Linked DNA regions of Mus musculus: region 2 is linked to region 1. The links are chromatin contacts, called in public ChIA-PET maps. All regions are on one chromosome and are shown on one strand. The core of a region is the stretch at or near the end of the contact, and the rest is flanking DNA. Distances in the headings are between cores, read along the strand shown.

Region 1 (3,836 bases), core at 463-2,962:
CCATACATATGTACAACTCGCCAGTTCCTCTGTTAGTGCTCTAAGAATAATGGTATAAATTCCTTTTAGAGAACCTTATTGAGGTTAGTGAAAAGAAACAAGAACAGCAATTCAGCATGCTAATGACCCATTCAGTTTGTTTCTGAAATATTTTTGCTAATTATGCTGAATTTCCTCCACATTTTTGTTTTGTGTTTTTATTTACATATATGATATTTACTATCAATTATTTTGACATTCCAAATAAAATGAATCATGGTATGCATTGACTAATTCCATTCAATTTAATAATTTAACTTAGAAACTTATATTTTATTAACATAATAACACATTATTTGTGTTCTCCTAGTCTGTCTTAGTCTGTTTTGTGCTGTTATAACATCTGAGTGGGGAACTTATGAAGAATAGAAATTTATTTCTCACATGCCTGGAGGCTGGGAAGTCTTAAGTTCTGAGCTTACTCAAGAGAGCCTTTTATACCCTAGTGGGAAGTAGTCTACATTTTCAAATAAAAGGTAGAAAAGGTCATAGGCCAGAGGCTTCTTTTCTTGGGGCCTTCTTTCTGGTTCAAAAGAGACCTTGATCTATTCACCTCATTAAAGTCCCATTTCTCAACATCAACATACTTACAGTCAATTGCAACACTTGAATTACAGACCATAGCACATGCTACATTACCCTCTATAGAGTAAACTCCTTGAAAAGGACCTTCTTGGTTTAATCTGAAGATAGAAAATGAAACTTCGGTGTCCTTTTGTTTTTCAGTAGCCTCATAATAAATTTGTGAATGTTTTTGAGCATTTATGATTTGCTAGTCATAAGTAGAAGAAGGGAATAGCAATGGTGTATCTTGTCTGTTTTCCACTCTCTCCTCTAGTCTCTCATTCCCTCTCTGTTCCCTCCCTCCCCTGTGCCTCCTCTGCCTCATTGTAAGTCAGATTTTTCTCTCTTGGGAAAATCTATTTTAAAGAGAATAGTGTTCCCCCTTGTAGCATAGGTAAAAGATGGGACACCTTTGAGCCCAACCCTTCTTATAGGATGCACAGAATAGGGTTATCAAGATGTCTCTTGGGAATTCAGGGGCAAATTAGCCATTATCATGTTGTGAAGTGGAGTTTAAAATAAGATAGGGTTTTTTTTTTTTTTTTGAGTTTTTGTTCTGTGTATTGGCTTTCAAATATCTTAGAATATCTAAGACCTACTCTTGTCTCTGTAAGCAAACTTAAAGAGCAAGCAAGAATTTTATGCATGAGATGGTGTTTGATTTGAAACATGAAAGGCTGTTGAAAGCATGTGTTCTGCCTAATGTGTGAGATGTCCCTGGATAGTACTTGGGCTGCTGCTGCCTTTTTTGGTAAATTTTCTTTTAGGTGGCATGTTCTTCCTGTTTTGGTAAAGTATTGTAGAGTTTGAAACCTTTTAGGGATTTTTCATATTTCTACTTTTGATCTGTTCATACATTGATCTTATTAATCAGAATAGAATATACAGCTGCTTCAGAAATCTGTAACTCCTACGAAGACAGTTTAGATCATGTGCAGTGGGATGTGGTTTCAGTGAAGGTAAAAGTGAGCAAACTGCAGAAACTGGAAATTATGAGGTTTGCCTGCAGAATGAAGCAGCTGAGCTTGATGAGAGCAGATGGGGGCGGAAAAGTGGGAAGTGGGGGGAGATGGCAGTAGGAAAGAGAGCAAGAAGGGTATGCAAGAGTGAGGGAGGCTGTGTGCTGCAGGCTCTCTGTGCCAACCACAGGAAGGATAACCTGTGCTGATCTCATCTCCTAGGTAGGGAAGAGCTATTCAGTTTCTAAATAAAGAAATGACTTGTTCAGAGTTCTTCAGAAAGATTCATTTGTATTAGAATTGGAAGATGTAAAACCATAGTGATACCCTGTCAGGAGCCTGAGTGAATTTAATCGGGACTAATGTGAGATAGTATTGACAGCTTACCTGGAGAGGAGGAAGTGAAGAAAAAAGACAGGGTGAGAGGCAGCTACTGAGAGAGATGTCAGGCTGGGGCTAACTTCAAAAGCATAAGAGTGAAATGAAAGAAAGGGGAAAGTGTGGTCTGGAGATTTGAGACATACATGCTGATAAGAACCTTTACTGTCTGTGGACCATCTCTGACACTTGGGTACTTTACTCTCTTTTAAGGCCAGTTTGTATTGCACTAATTATGCAACCATTCCTTTTTTAATGTCTGTATAGTCTTCCTTGTTACAGTGTACTGCCATTGAAGCCGTTAAAATCCCTCACCTCTCTCAGCTTTAATCTTCATTTGAAATTTTACCCTAATTAGGTTTTTCTTTTTCTTTCTTTGTACCCTGTATAGAGTAAGTAAATGTTGGAACACTCTCAGCCCAACTCTTTTTGTGGGATGCACAGTACAGGGTATCAGAATGTCTCCTGAGAATTCAGTCAAGCAAGGCAGCCTAGCTGAGCCATCCTGGGAATTAGCAAGCCAAGTGACATCTAAAGGAATGGCTCTGCTCTTTATAACAGCCTTTTTCTTTCTTGATGCTATAGTTGGCTGTTTCTCTCTGGTTCCCAGTTTTCTTCCTGTCTGCTCTCACAAGTTCCCTGTTTATATATACTGTCTCAGTTCATTTCTCTACAACTGACAGCTTCCTCTTTGTCTCTCATTTTCCCAAGACAGAAAATAAAATGTGATGCAACTAACTCCCTTTTCCTTTTCCATTTGTTTGTTTGTTTGTTGTTTTGTTTTATTTTTGGTTAGTTGGCTGCTGCTGCTCCACCTCCTCCTCTTCCTCTTCCTCCTCCTCCTCCTCCTTCTTCTTCTTTTTTTGTTTTTTTGGTTTGTTTGAGACAGGGTTTCTCTGTAGCCCTGGCTGTCCTGGAACTCATTCTGTAGACCAGGCTGGCCTTGAACTCATTACGATTTGCCTGCTTAGGATATCTGGGATTAAAGGCACCACCACCACCACCTGGTGTAACTCCCTTTCAACCTGACTGGCAGTGTTTCTTCTAATCAAGCAGCTTCTCCTTTCAAGTAGTAAAAACTGGCTGAGGTGTAAGGAAATGTCTTATCTTCCACAGTAGGAAGGCCAGAGAAGGGCAGCCTTTAGAGTTAGTTAATAAAACTACACTCAGCCATGTTTTCAAGAACCCCACGTTCTACATCCCTCACTTTGCCATCCTGTGTCACCTGAGCTTTTGGTAGAATATCCCTGCTACAGCAGGAAGCAACCACTGTTTCCTTTGGCTTTCTCTAAGAAGTAAGATGTTTCTAAAGTGTCAGGTTTTGTTGGCTGGGTTTATATTAGAGATATGTCTGTGTTCATGGTCTGATAGGACATAGTCAGTACGCCAAATGCACCATCTCTGAGCCTAGCACTGGCAAAGAAAACAGCATGCCTCTGAAACTGATGGGGCTCATCTCTGAGTCAGTCGTTCTCCTCTGATGTAAGTGGGTAAACTAAGGCTAACCTGGAGAGAGAGGGGAACTAGCAATGATGTATCATTTCCATCTTTTTCTGTCTCTGACTCTGGCTTTGCCTCAGCCTCTCAGTGTCTCTTCCCCCAGTCTTTCCTTCCCTCTCTCTCCCCTCTTTTTCCCTCACCACTCTTTCCCTCCTCAGCCTCATCCTGTCCCCTTTCCTTCTTCCTTTCCCTCCAGGGCCTCATATAACTTAGGTCAGCCTGATACTTACTGTGTAGCCAAGAATAACCTTGACCTATTCTTCTCCTACATCTACCTCTTTCTCAAGTGCTGGGATTATAGGCAGGTGATACCACATCATACAGTACATAGTTAATCCATAGCAGTAGTATATGTTCTGTGCTTCGGATACGCTTCCTTCAGAGCTCAGATGATAC
Region 2 (3,836 bases), core at 550-3,049, 43 kb before region 1:
AATTGACTGTCAGATTTCTTCACTATAATTTGTTATCTTTTGTTAATCCTTCCCAATGATTTTTTTATTCCAAAGATATTTTGAGACTGTTTAAATACCCTATTCCCCAACCAAACTTTACCCAATGACTTTAACAACTATTGTTAATTCTTGTCTGAGCCAGTTATTACTATAACAGCCACAAAATGGTGATTTCATAATTTTTACATGCATCCTCTTCTCATTTATCCTGACTGGGAACATAGCTCAGTGATACAATACTTGCCTAGCATGGGTACCGTTCTGAGTTTGAGTTTCCTGAATGAGATGGGGAGGGCATAGACATTTAAGGGGGCTTATCACATATACAATATTTCTGAGAACCTGTCTAAAAAAAAAAGTAAAGTGACAAAATGAAGTATGAGCTCCTTCTAAGATTTTAATGTAGGCTGGGAATGGTGACACCTGCCTTTAATCTCAGCACTCAAGAGACTGCCTAGTCTACATGGCAAGTTACAGGCTATCTAGGGCTACATAGTGAGATGATGTTTCAAAAACAAAAAAAAAAACAACAGTCCCAAAACAATAAAACACTAGGGCCTAAGAGATGGCTCATTGGCTAAAGTTACCTACAGCAACCACCCCTAGGACTCACAGAGTGGAAGGTGAGAACCAACTCCCACATCCTGTCCTCTGACTTCTTACACAAAATAAAAAGTAATGTGTGTTATAGTGTATTTCCAAAATTGTTGGTTTTTGATACTTAGATTGGCTCAGATTTGGCACTGGTGGGCCCCTTCAAGCTGGCTTCTGACATATTCTTCCTGTTGTATACAAGGAATCCCCTGGTTTACTCATATTAGATCTTTCAAGAGCATCTTATACTTGCCCCCGCTGTCATTACTCCCAAACGAGTTGCGTTTCTTTTAATGGACAATGGGTACCCAGGAACCAAGGTCTGGACACACATAATATATTTCAAGATATTAAAATGTTGTGTTTACTTAGGTCACCATATGGAAGACTGGTGTGATGGGTTATAATTAGAACTCTAGCATTACCTGTGTGACGTTGGCAACTCCCTTCATTCTGGCAGCCTGCTGCGTCATCTGGAAACAAATCGGATTAGATACTTTTTAACCGTTTACAAGTTCCCAAAGCGTTTTAGGATAATACCGGGTCACCTCTCCACAGAGACATGCTCAACTAACATGCTCAACCTACATTTCAGAGGTTCCAGACTCCGAAGCCCATTAGCAATTCCAAATTCCGGGCTTAATCATCTCTGGGGTCTCTTTAGCGCTGACATTTTTTTTTTTTTTCTGCAAGTGACCGACTGCTGTGAGTAGGAATTTAGACGTCAAAAAGTGGAGAGACTTATTTAGTACTGACAAGGGAGCTAAAATGAACACAAAGAAAAGAGGCTGTGAGCAATGCATTGCTCAGCCACGGTGCTCCTCGGGCTCCAAATTTAGCGCTGCAGTCCGCTGAAGAAGAGGTTTTGGCGGGAAGGGCTGCCCCGGCGGAGAGCGCCCGCCAGGCGACCCTCCAGGAGACTGGCCCAGTGCATCCTCCGCACGGCCCACCAGGGCTCGCTCTTGCGCTTCTGCTGGAAGGCAGGAGGAGCGGGGCGGGGCGGACGGCGACCCCGCCCCCGGCCGCGACGCCCTCCTCAGCCTTCTCAGGCCTCGCCGCGGCCGGAAGCCTCGTGCCCGCCCGACCCGCGCACCGCCCCTCCCTCCCGCCCCCGACGTCGGCGCGGCTGCGGTAGCCATGGTGACCGGTGGAGGCCCGCCCCCGCCCCCTGCCCCGGCCCCCTGACGTCGGCTCACGTCAGCGCCGGCGCGCGCCTGGCTGGGCCCTGTGGGGCGGGAGGGAAGCAGCGCCGGAGCGAGAGCCGCGGCCGTCGCCCAGAGCCCAGGCGCGCCGCCCGACGCCCTCCTGCCCGCTCCGTGCCGCTTCTTGCCGGCCAGTTCGTTCGCGTTCCCGTCGCCGTGTCCTGCAGCGGGGGCCAAGCATGGTCATGGCGGATGGCCCGAGGCACTTGCAGCGCGGGCCAGTCCGGGTGGGGTTCTACGACATCGAGGGCACGCTGGGCAAGGGCAACTTTGCCGTGGTGAAGCTGGGGCGGCACCGGATCACCAAGACGGAGGTGCGGCCCCGGGGTTCGGCGGGAGCGTGGCGCGGTTGCGCCCCGGGCGGGGGACGGCGGGCCTGGCACTGCGGGGACCGCGGGGTGCAGGTCGAGTGTGTGTGGGGTGTCCCCGGGAAGCCACACAGGCTTCCGTCCCGACTCTCCCACCCGGGAACCTGGTCTGTGGCCTCGGCTCCTGAGCACAAGTTCCGCGTCTTCCCGGCTTTCGGCTGGGGGTGGGGTGGGAGGGGAAGTCTCTGTGCTCCGGGGCCGCGCGGGGACCAACGTCGCCGGCCGGAGAAAGGGGACCAGCAGCTCCCAGGCTCGGCGGACGCGGAGCGCGGCCCGGACCAAGCCCTCCTCTTCTGCCCGGCGAGGAGGGGGTGACGCGGACCGGACTGGTGCGGACGGGCCGCTGTCCATCTTCTCTGGGCCCGCAGGGTCTCTGAAACGGTTCTTTGGCTGGCTTGATCACTTGCAGGAGGTATAGCAAATACACCAGACAATAGAGCTGGTTAAAAATGGTCATCTCAGCTCTGCACCGTTCTCTGGGGTTGTCCCTTTACCAGGTGTGCATGCTGGCTGCGAGCACGCATTCCTTAAGCCACATCAGATGGACTGTACTCAGCTCTCGACAGCGTCCTGACATTGACTCTCCAGCATCCTCCCTCCGTGCACTGTACATATTTTCTCCCCAAGTCTGCGTTCTTACCTAGCCCACCCTCTTCCTTCCATTGCCTCAAGCTGCTCTCCTCGGGGTCTCTATTTTAAGACGTGCAAATTAAATACCTTGGAAAAAAAACGATCGAAACAAAACCATTTCTTAGTCTACAACCTAGTGGTTTTGACGTACTCTATTCTGCCTTGTGATTGCCACTTGAGTTTCACCGATTTTCAGTTTCTCTCCCCAGTTTTCATCCTTTTCGGGTTTTTTTCCTACTATGTTCTTAAGAACGTTCTAATCTTTGACTATAGGACCTCCACCCCCACCCCCTGCCCAGGATGACTTACGCTTATGTAAGGTAAAGGGCATTTAAAAGCCTTACTGTTTTCTTAGCAGTTGTACTTAAAAGTTTTGCTTCATGTCCATTTCCATAAAGAAGGAGGACATGTCTAACATGTCTTCACTTTTTGTTTTGCCTCACAAATCCCTGACACACCACTTAAATCTTTCTTCTTTAGGGCATCAGTACCAAGGTCAAAATTTTTCCTTTCACAAATTTACCAGTGTTATGAATCTAGATTGCTATAATGATAAGTATATTGACATTACCAAACTTTTGCATAGCTGAATTTGACCCCAGCATTTTTGTAATGATTAAAGTGTTTCGTTTTTATAAAGAGTTATGGCCAAATGTCATACCTTTACCTCGACGTTAAATTAAAAGGAAGTATCTTAAATGGGTGTATTTATGAGTCCTTTTCAATGACTGCCAAAAATAGCACATTACAGAGAGAGTCTGAACTTTTTGGTTACATTGTTGTGTGGTTGGATAACAAATCCATCCACACGATTTTTCTTATTAGCAATAGTTAGTGGTCAGTTGTTGTCAGATAGAGTTTAGTTAAAGTTGTATCTCAGAGCTGCTTCAGTGGCGCTGATGGCAATTTATACATTCTCTTCAGGGTGACAATTCTGATGGTGTCCCTTTCAAGCTGATATTTCTTAGGAAGCGAGCTAGGGGGCACTGTGGAGTAACATTGCCTATGACTGTCAGATCAG

What was found. ChIA-PET counts read pairs in DNA pulled down with a chosen protein or histone mark.
Region 2: a contact with region 1 is called in an RNA polymerase II ChIA-PET map of memory CD8 T cells, with 66 read pairs. The contact joins the promoter of Sik2 here to the enhancer-like site in region 1. A contact is called at or near these places in 1 of 39 promoter capture datasets (the HPC-7 cell line), 4 of 484 Hi-C or Micro-C datasets (cerebral cortex, forebrain, group 2 innate lymphoid cells and 1 more), 9 of 115 datasets of contacts at active chromatin or transcription factors (CD8 T cells, the HPC-7 cell line, the SCID.adh cell line and 4 more) and 1 of 9 other capture datasets (adipose tissue).

The regions. Positions count from the first base shown.
Region 1 is chr9:50,964,322-50,968,157 of GRCm38.p6, reverse strand. All of the region lies in intron 3 of Sik2 (salt inducible kinase 2), which reads left to right. Among named protein-coding and RNA genes, the nearest start is that of Sik2, 43 kb to the left of the region's middle. Within about 2 kb of position 1,712, at least 34 of the 459 cell types and tissues checked have an H3K27ac peak or open chromatin away from gene starts, as enhancers often do. A contact at or near this core is called in the HPC-7 cell line, the SCID.adh cell line, bone marrow-derived macrophages and 1 more, where this site is marked.
Region 2 is chr9:51,007,036-51,010,871 of GRCm38.p6, reverse strand. Sik2 (salt inducible kinase 2) reads left to right here and starts at 1,799. Exons shown (of 16, transcript NM_178710.3): 1 at 1,799-2,131. The coding sequence starts at 1,997.